2 separate regions of the Callithrix jacchus genome follow, and region 1 is linked to region 2. A link is a contact called in public Hi-C data. All regions are on one chromosome and are shown on one strand. The core of a region is the stretch at or near the end of the contact, and the rest is flanking DNA. Distances in the headings are between cores, read along the strand shown. Region 1 overlaps EFCAB11 (EF-hand calcium binding domain 11). Region 2 overlaps LOC144577454 (a long non-coding RNA gene).

The links. Hi-C and Micro-C count contacts between places; a contact is called where the count stands out from the background.
Region 1: a Hi-C map of induced pluripotent stem cells shows a contact between it and region 2, with 3 times the contacts expected there. The contact joins two enhancer-like sites. A contact is called at or near these places in 2 of 3 Hi-C or Micro-C datasets (induced pluripotent stem cells and skeletal muscle).

The regions. Positions count from the first base shown.
Region 1 is chr8:124,800,387-124,804,537 of calJac240_pri, forward strand. All of the region lies in intron 5 of EFCAB11 (EF-hand calcium binding domain 11), which reads right to left. Among named protein-coding and RNA genes, the nearest start is that of EFCAB11, 46 kb to the right of the region's middle. Within about 2 kb of position 1,920, at least 2 of the 16 cell types and tissues checked have an H3K27ac peak or open chromatin away from gene starts, as enhancers often do.
Region 2 is chr8:123,894,169-123,898,018 of calJac240_pri, forward strand. LOC144577454 (a long non-coding RNA gene) reads right to left here. Exons shown (of 2, transcript XR_013521460.1): 2 at 1-3,850. Among named protein-coding and RNA genes, the nearest start is that of TTC8, 200 kb to the left of the region's middle. Within about 2 kb of position 2,138, at least 3 of the 16 cell types and tissues checked have an H3K27ac peak or open chromatin away from gene starts, as enhancers often do.

The DNA.
Region 1 (4,151 bases), core at 670-3,169, 910 kb after region 2:
ATCAAGGTATTTTAAAGCTAGAAGTCCTTCTGAAGTAGAAACTGAAGTCCAGGGAGGTTAACAGACTTGCATACCTCAGTTTCCCATGACTATGATATCCAAACTTTAAAGAACTGACCAACAGCCCCCTGTATATCCCACCACCCCATGATGGAGAAGAAAGACTTATAGAGAAACTCAAGTCGGTCAATTCTGTGATTTGTTTGAAGGTCTAACAAAAGGGTGAGATGAGCAGATGAATTCTGAGAAATGCAGACTTCAATTATTTAAGCCATAAATGTTTCCTATTATATGATGTTTAAACAGTTCATGACAGTCTGAAATACAGATGTTTTTGGCCATTAACACAGTCACATTTTATAGTATTGCAGTATGAGGTTTTTGATATTTTTATCAAAAGACTGTATGACCAAATTGCCAGAAATCAGGGATTTTATAAAAAGAATGCACAATTCAGCTAAAGCGTTTTCATATATTCCCAACCTTGAGGCTATGAAAAGGGTTATGGCCATAGATTATATAGCTCTATGTTTTACTATGAAAATTTATATACTGTCTAGATCTTTATTCTATTGAAATTGAACTGGAAAGGCCCTTAACTAAAATGGTTCCTTCAAAATCTACAGACTGTAATAGATCTGATTGATAAAGAGATTCAAAATCCCTTTCTAAAGGTACACCTGTGGGGAGACAGAAAAAGGAAAGGCAAAGACCCTCCTTTACACGGTGGCTGGATCTACTTGTGTTTCCAATCTGGAGTCAGACTGTCTGGTTAAAGCCAAATTCCAGCAGTTAACGGGGTCTTAGCTAAGTCACTCAGCTGCTTTGTACCTGTTGCCTCATCAGTAAAATGGGAATAATCACAGTAGCCACCTCATGGGGTCATTGTGAGGATCAAATGAATTCATGCAAGTAACACATTTAGAACAGGGCTTGGCACACAGTGAGCACTAGATATCAGTGAGCTATTTTTATCTCTCCCTCACATCTACTCACTCACTGGAACAGCCCCCCAGCTGGGCAGGATGTGATACCACCGTCATCTCTCAATTATTCATAGTGAAGAGGAGGGGTGGACCTTTCAAGATTAATACCCATTTAGCTGCTGTCAAATATTCCTGAAGTCAAAAACGTTTTATGTTCTCCCATTCTCCCTAGGGTTAAGTCTAGACACCGTAATAACAACATGAATACGTAGTGAGAGCGAATTATGGGCCAGGCACAGTGTTTCTATAGGCATTTGCTCACTTAATCCTCCAAACAACTCTGATGTATGTTCTCTTAACACCTGTAGTTTATAAATGAAGAAACTGAGGCACAGAGAAGTAACTTGCTCTGGAAATCCAAAATCTCAAACTTTCTGAGCACCAATATGACAACACAAGTGGAAAATTCCACACATAGGTACTTAAGACAAACTTTCTGTGTACAAAATTATGAAAGATATTGTATAAAATTACTTTCAGGCTTTGTGTGTAAGGTATGTATGAAACAAATGAATTTTGTATTTAGACTTGGGTCTCATTCTTATGACATCTCATTATGCATATGCAAATGTTCCAAATTCTGAAAAAATAAAAAATTTGTAACATTTCTGGTCCCAAGCACTTTGGATAAGAGATACTCAACCTGCAGGCTAGTTCCCCTCACCTTACCTCAATCCATCTTATCCAATGTATTGTTCTATATAGGTATACAATGGAGATCAATGGTGAAGTATCTAGGATACTCAACTACGAGTGGGAAAGAGAGGGCTAGGGGGATTTCCTCAGCAGCAGGTTTTTCCAGACTGGCTGAGCAGAAAGGACCAACCGTGTAAATGGCAATGAATTTCAGGGGTCAAAGGAGATCACTGAACTCAGGCTATATCTAAGCTGGCGCCTAAATCCCAGGGGAGCCAAGATAGTGCACAAAACAACAGACTCTCTGGCCAACAGTAAAACCAGGATCTAGTTGGTGCTTCAGATGACACATTTAGTGTAGAGCAAGAGCCAGCCCAAAGCAAGGGAGAAGATACAGTCCCAGCCTCTAAGGCAGGAAGCTAGAGAAAGGGAGCTGATGTTTGAGATTAGCCCTTATGCTAATCAGAAAAACACATGCTGGGCTGCACAAGCCCAGCGGGGCTCAAGAGAAGGTTAAGTTGGGAAAGTGGTCCCTAGGATCAGCCCAAATAGAGGCTCTTCTGGCCACAATTTAATCCATTCTCCACACTACACTATGAGAGATCATGTAAACTATAAGTCTGATCACATCGGCTAGGCATGGGACTCACATCTGAAGTCCCAGCACTTTGGAGGCCAAGGTGGGCCGGATCATCGGAGGACAGGAGTTTGAGACGAGCCTGGCCAACATGGTAAAACTCCCTCTCTATTAAAAGTACAAAAAATTAGCCAGGTGTGGTGGTGGGTGCCTGTAATCCCAGCTATTTGGGAGGCTGAGGCAGGAGAATCACTTGAACCCAGGAGGTTGCAGTGAGCTGAGATCCTGCCATTGCACTCCAGCCTGGGCAACAGGCCTACATATAACATTTCGATGGCTTCCTGATATCCTCAGGATAAAGCCTGAACTCTTCGACAAAGCTTACAAGACCCTTATCATCTGGCCCAGTCTATCTCTCCAGTCTTCTGACTCTGCATTCATCCTTCTGGTTCAATCCACTCATCAAAAAAAGAAAAAATAGGTATATTTGATAGTAGGCTAATCATGTGTAATAACTCTCAGTTATTCATGTTCTCCCACTGACCTCTGCAGATGCTTACTGTCCAGAATATGCCTTGCCTGGCTGAGGCAAAGTCTATGCAGGCCATCACTTCCTCTGAAGTCAGCCTTGGTGCCTCCTCCCCAGTCTGCATTAAGCATTCTTCTTGTCCATAGCATTTTGTAGTCATCTTTCAGGATTAACCATCTTGGATTCTAACCACCTATATCCTCAACTAGACTCTAAGCTCCTAGAGGGCAGAGCTGTGTCTATCTTGTTCATTTTCATATAATCCCAGTGTCTGCAATGCAGAAGATTCTAACAAATATTCGTTCGCAAAACAAAGAAAGATACAAGCCTGAGAATAAAAGAGCAAGGGCAAAGATCTCTCTTACAGTGATTAGGGGACAAAAAGAAGGCAAGAGTGCATGGTGGCCACATTGAGTGTGAGGTGAAGGCCACACATACAATCAGAGGTCTCGAGAGGATTTAAAATATCTAGTGGCTGGTTGCAGTGGCTCATGCCTGTAATCCCAGCACTTTGGGAGGTCAAGGCGGGCAGATCACTAGAGGCCAGGAGTTCAAGACCAGCCTGGCCAACATGGAATGGTGAAACCCCATTTCTACTAAAAACAAAAATTTGCTGGGCGTGGTGGTGGGCACCTGTAATCCCAGCTACTCAGGAAGCTTAGGCATGAGAATCACTTGAACCATGAGGTAGAGACTGCAATGAGCTGAGATTGTGTCACTACCCTCCAGCCTGGGCAAATTGAGAATCTGTTTCAAAAATAAATAAATAAATAAAAATGTCTAGAGAAGGCCTAAGTTTCAGTCACTGAATGCTTAGTTACCAAAAAAAAATGGGTGTCTTAGGGCACTCATGTCACTTAGAGTGTCGCCAGCATCGCTTGGAAGACAGGAGAGTCGGACAGGTTTTTATCTCGTGGGGAGAAGCAGGAAGAAGAGCAGAGGTGAGAGAAGAAAAAATTCAGAAAAGTTAAGCTACTTCTATCCCTTTAGAATAAACATGGGAGGACAGGGAAAAAACAAAGCTAAATAAAGAGAACTGGAGACAATGTGGTATAATATTAGGATGTACAAAGTGCAATCTATAAAGGCTATTTTCTTTTAATCATTAACAACAGTGCACCTAGTACACACACTATGGATCAGGCTTGGGGGAAAAAGACAAATGAATCCAAAACTACTCATTTTGTGGTAACGTAAAGCAAACAACTTTTTAGCAGTATTTTAAAGCAAGCTAGTAAAATAAATAAAAGTGAAGTCCATGGGATTTAAACATGAAAATTTGGAGAAAAAAGAACTTCACAAAGCAAAACAGACAAAATACAAGGCTAACCAAACAAAAGCTAAATCAAACAAATAGGCATTGCCGTGTGCCCTGGAGAACTGCCAAGGAGACTGAATTTCAACAAAGAATGCTTCTGCCACC
Region 2 (3,850 bases), core at 888-3,387:
CCATTCATGAATCTTCAATGTGGGCAGAGCTAGGCAAGGACAGCTCACCTCTGTTCCATACAGCATTGACTGGAGTGGCTGAAAAGCTGGGGACTAGAATTGTCTGGGGACGCACTTGCTCCCATATCTGGGGATTGATGCTGGCCCTCGGCTAGGACCTGAGCCGGGACTGTTACCAAAGCACCTACACGTGACTGCTTCATGTGGCTGCTTGGCTTCCTCACAGCATGGTGGCTGCGTTCCAGGAGCAAGTGTCCCAAGACAGCAAGGAAGATGCACACGGGATTTTTAGGATCCAGCATTTTTATGATCTCATCATCACTCTGCCACAATCAACTGATCACAAACGCTTACCCAGGTTCAAGGAGAGAGGATATAGAAGTCAGCCCAGACCCACCCAGGTTTGAGGGGTGTCACACCATGTGAAATGTGATGTATTGTGGTGGCCACTTTTGAAACATACAGTCTGCCACAGAACCTAACTGTTCATGCTATAGGACATGTAAATACACAAAATTTTGGTTTCCTTGCTTTTGTTGTTTTAAGAGCTGTAAAACGGTGGACATCTTTTCTCAAAACATAAGCATATTTCCATGCAGAATAAAAAGAATGAAGTGTTTAGGAGGAAGGAACTTTACACTGGTCTCTATGTATCTTTGTATGATGAAATGATATTACTTCTAGGCACAGACAACTTCTTCCTCCCTTAGAGAACTCTCAGGAACAGGAACAAAAGGGAGTTACTTTTTACGTTTCTTTTTTCTTTCTGTTGAACAGTGTGAAGAAAATCTCCTAGGACTACAAAAGAAGATGCAAAAAGCGGCATCTCCTTGAGGGTACATCTTCCTTCTCTCTGCACTCCAGAAAACCCGGAGAGGCTCTGGATGTCTTGTCTTCATCAGGAACATAGTGGCTGAAGGGGCCTCTGGAGCCTGGATGGTTGGGTGTGACTCCCGGCTCTGCCACTGACTCTCTGTGCTTCCTTAACTTCCCTGTGCTTCAATTTCCTTATATGGACAACGAGTCTAATGTTACCACATAGGATATTTTTGTAAACACTAAATTTGTTCATCTTGAATTCTGCTTAGACTCGATGAGTGCTTTTAAAGTCATCTGCTGTTATTAGTAATCACAAGAGAGCTGATTCAGAAAGTTGGAAGTAACTTGCACCAGATTAAGTGGATTTAATCACAAACATTATCCCCCTGGGCAACCCCAGCATCCTCCCAACCCGCAGGATAATTAAAGTGGGGCTCTCGATGGAAATCTCTCCTGACTCTCTTCCTCCATGTGAGAGTTGAAATTGTCAAGATGGAAGGCTGCAGGAAGGGGACGTGCGTCACAGACAGGCAGCAGGAACATTCCTGCGTTCCTATTTTACAGATAGGGATGCGGCCTGGAGCTCCTGCCTGGGCGCGGTGGCCACAGGGCTCAGTGGGAAGTCCCATGCTCCGGTCAGATGTCAGTTCTCTTCCCAAATCCCCAGTTTTCCCCGACTCCGCTCAATAAAAGCCTCTCCCGCTCGCCCCGGGAAAGGCTGGGGGTGGAGAAGCAATAGGGACCCGAAGGCTGTGTCTCCTCCAACGTGATAAGCTTGGGAGATAGACTTGGCTTCCCGTCTGTTACTTACTATCCCGTGACCTTAGCAAATTAGTCTCTTCTGCCTCATTTTACTCCGCTCTAAATTGTCAAATGTCTGTAAGGTTCTTTTCTGAGGGCGTCAGCGCAGTGCCAGACCCAGGGTGAGCCTCAGTGAGCAAGAGCCCGCGGTGGGCTTGGCGAAGAGGCGCGTCCTCGCAGTAATAGGGATGCAGAGACGTAGCTGAATTCTTCCTTCTTCCAGCGCCCCTGAACTCCCGGCACGGCGCTGGGAAACTCACACGTCTGGAGTGTGTCCGTGCTGCTCTCCAGGGGGTGATTCCTGGAATCGCGACCTGGGGACCTGGGGACCCGAGGCCGCCCTGGGACCTGAGACGCAGTCGTTGTCCAAAGGCGAGGCCCGGGTCCAGGAGTTTGGGGAGCTCCCTGCTGACTGTCCCTTTATCCACGTTCGTCTGGGCACCCTCCTCGGGCACTGTCCATGTTTCCTCCTGCACCTGCCGGATCTAAGTGTAGACGCAGAACCCACACCTTGGGATTGGGCAATACTACGGGTGGGCGGGGAGGGCCTGGTCCCGCCGAGGTGCCCTCGGCCCCGCCCTACACTGAGCGCAGGAGGCACCGCCTCCGCTCCGTCCATTCCTTGCTGTGACCCTGAGCCCCGCCGGGGGACGCGGGGAGTGCAAGAAAATCTTGAGGTGGTTCGGGGAACTGGACCAGATGCCCTCCTGCACCGCCCCGGCCCCCGGGAAATCGCTCCCAGGCTCCGCGTCGTAGGACGGGCAGCGGGGCAGAGGCGCGGCGCTTTGATGTCGCGCAGCCACACGGTGGCGCTGCCGCACCGCCCGCTGGCGGAGGCTGGGGACTGGGGGTGCCCAGGGTCGGGTGGAGCCGGGATGCGTGCACTCCCCCGCCACGCCCGGGGCTCATCCTAGAACTCGGGCGCCCGCAGGGTCACGAGGCCAAGTGTAGATCATTCCCCTCCCCACCGGCACCCGTGCCTGCTGTACGCCGCGCTGACAAGGACCCTGAACGCGCACATGAGCTCCTTAGGGAAACTGAGGCCGAAGAATTGGGAACCCTGCATTTAGTCAGCTCTCCCGTCCGTAAGAAGAAAGGGGCACGACTAAGGGGAAGGGAGGGAGCGCAGGAATTCATTCCCAGGAGGTCCCAGTCGCCGCCACGACACCGGGCAGGTCCGAGGTAACCCGTTCTGCATGCGAGGAAATGAGGCTCGATACTGGCGGAGACCACACTGTTGAGAGGCGGTGTTCAGCCCCAGGGCTGTGTGCCCCAGCTTTGCAAAGTAGTCACAGCCTCCATCTCCGTGCTGCTCACACTCCTTAAGGGTTTTTGACAGTGACCTACAGTAGGTTGTCTGTTTAAATCCACGCGCGCGCGTGCGCACACACACACACACACACACACATATCTATACAGAACTGACAATGACACTTAACCTTAATTAGTGTGATGCATTCTGTTTTCTTCTTTGATTCTGTGCTATGTCTTTTCTACCTTTCTTTCAGTGCTGGGTGTGATCTGTTAAGACAATCTTACTACTCACTAGTGGGTTCCTAGTGGCAGTTTGACCAACAACTTCATAGATGCTGGCTGGGCTCTTCAAGTGGATGGAAAGCTGTCTGTGTAAGAAGACACAATCAAGACCAGATGAAGGTGGGGAGACTGATTCCCCATGGATCGCCTCAGCATGTGCTGAAAGGCAGATTCTGACTCAGTGGGCCTGACTCTGGCATTTCCCACAAGCTCCCTGTGAGGCCTACCACTCCACACTGGGAGTGACCAAGTCTCCATCACGTGTGTTACCATGAAAGCAATTCTGAGACCAGTTCTGCCATACATGCAATGGCTATTAATAAGCAGACACAAAAACTAGATCAGCCTGTTCTTGTGGTTCTGAGGCAGAGTGCCTGAAATCCATTCCTCCCCTCCACACCTGCCACCACCGCCCCCCTGCAAATCCCCCTCTTTCATGTCATGGTGATAGAATTTAGGGTGGATGCTGTTGAGTCAGGGACCTCACTTCCTTCTTCCACCCAGGGTGGATCTCTAATGAAGTTTGAGTCAATGGGATGTGAGCAGAAGAGATATATGCAAATCCCAGGCGATCTCCTGGGAGGTAGCCCAGCTTACTTGACTTAAAAGATAACTTAAAACTTGTACTCAAACTTAAAATACAAGCTGAGTGCTCCAGAGTTTCTTTCTTTTCCCTTCCCACAAGTAGGAAAAT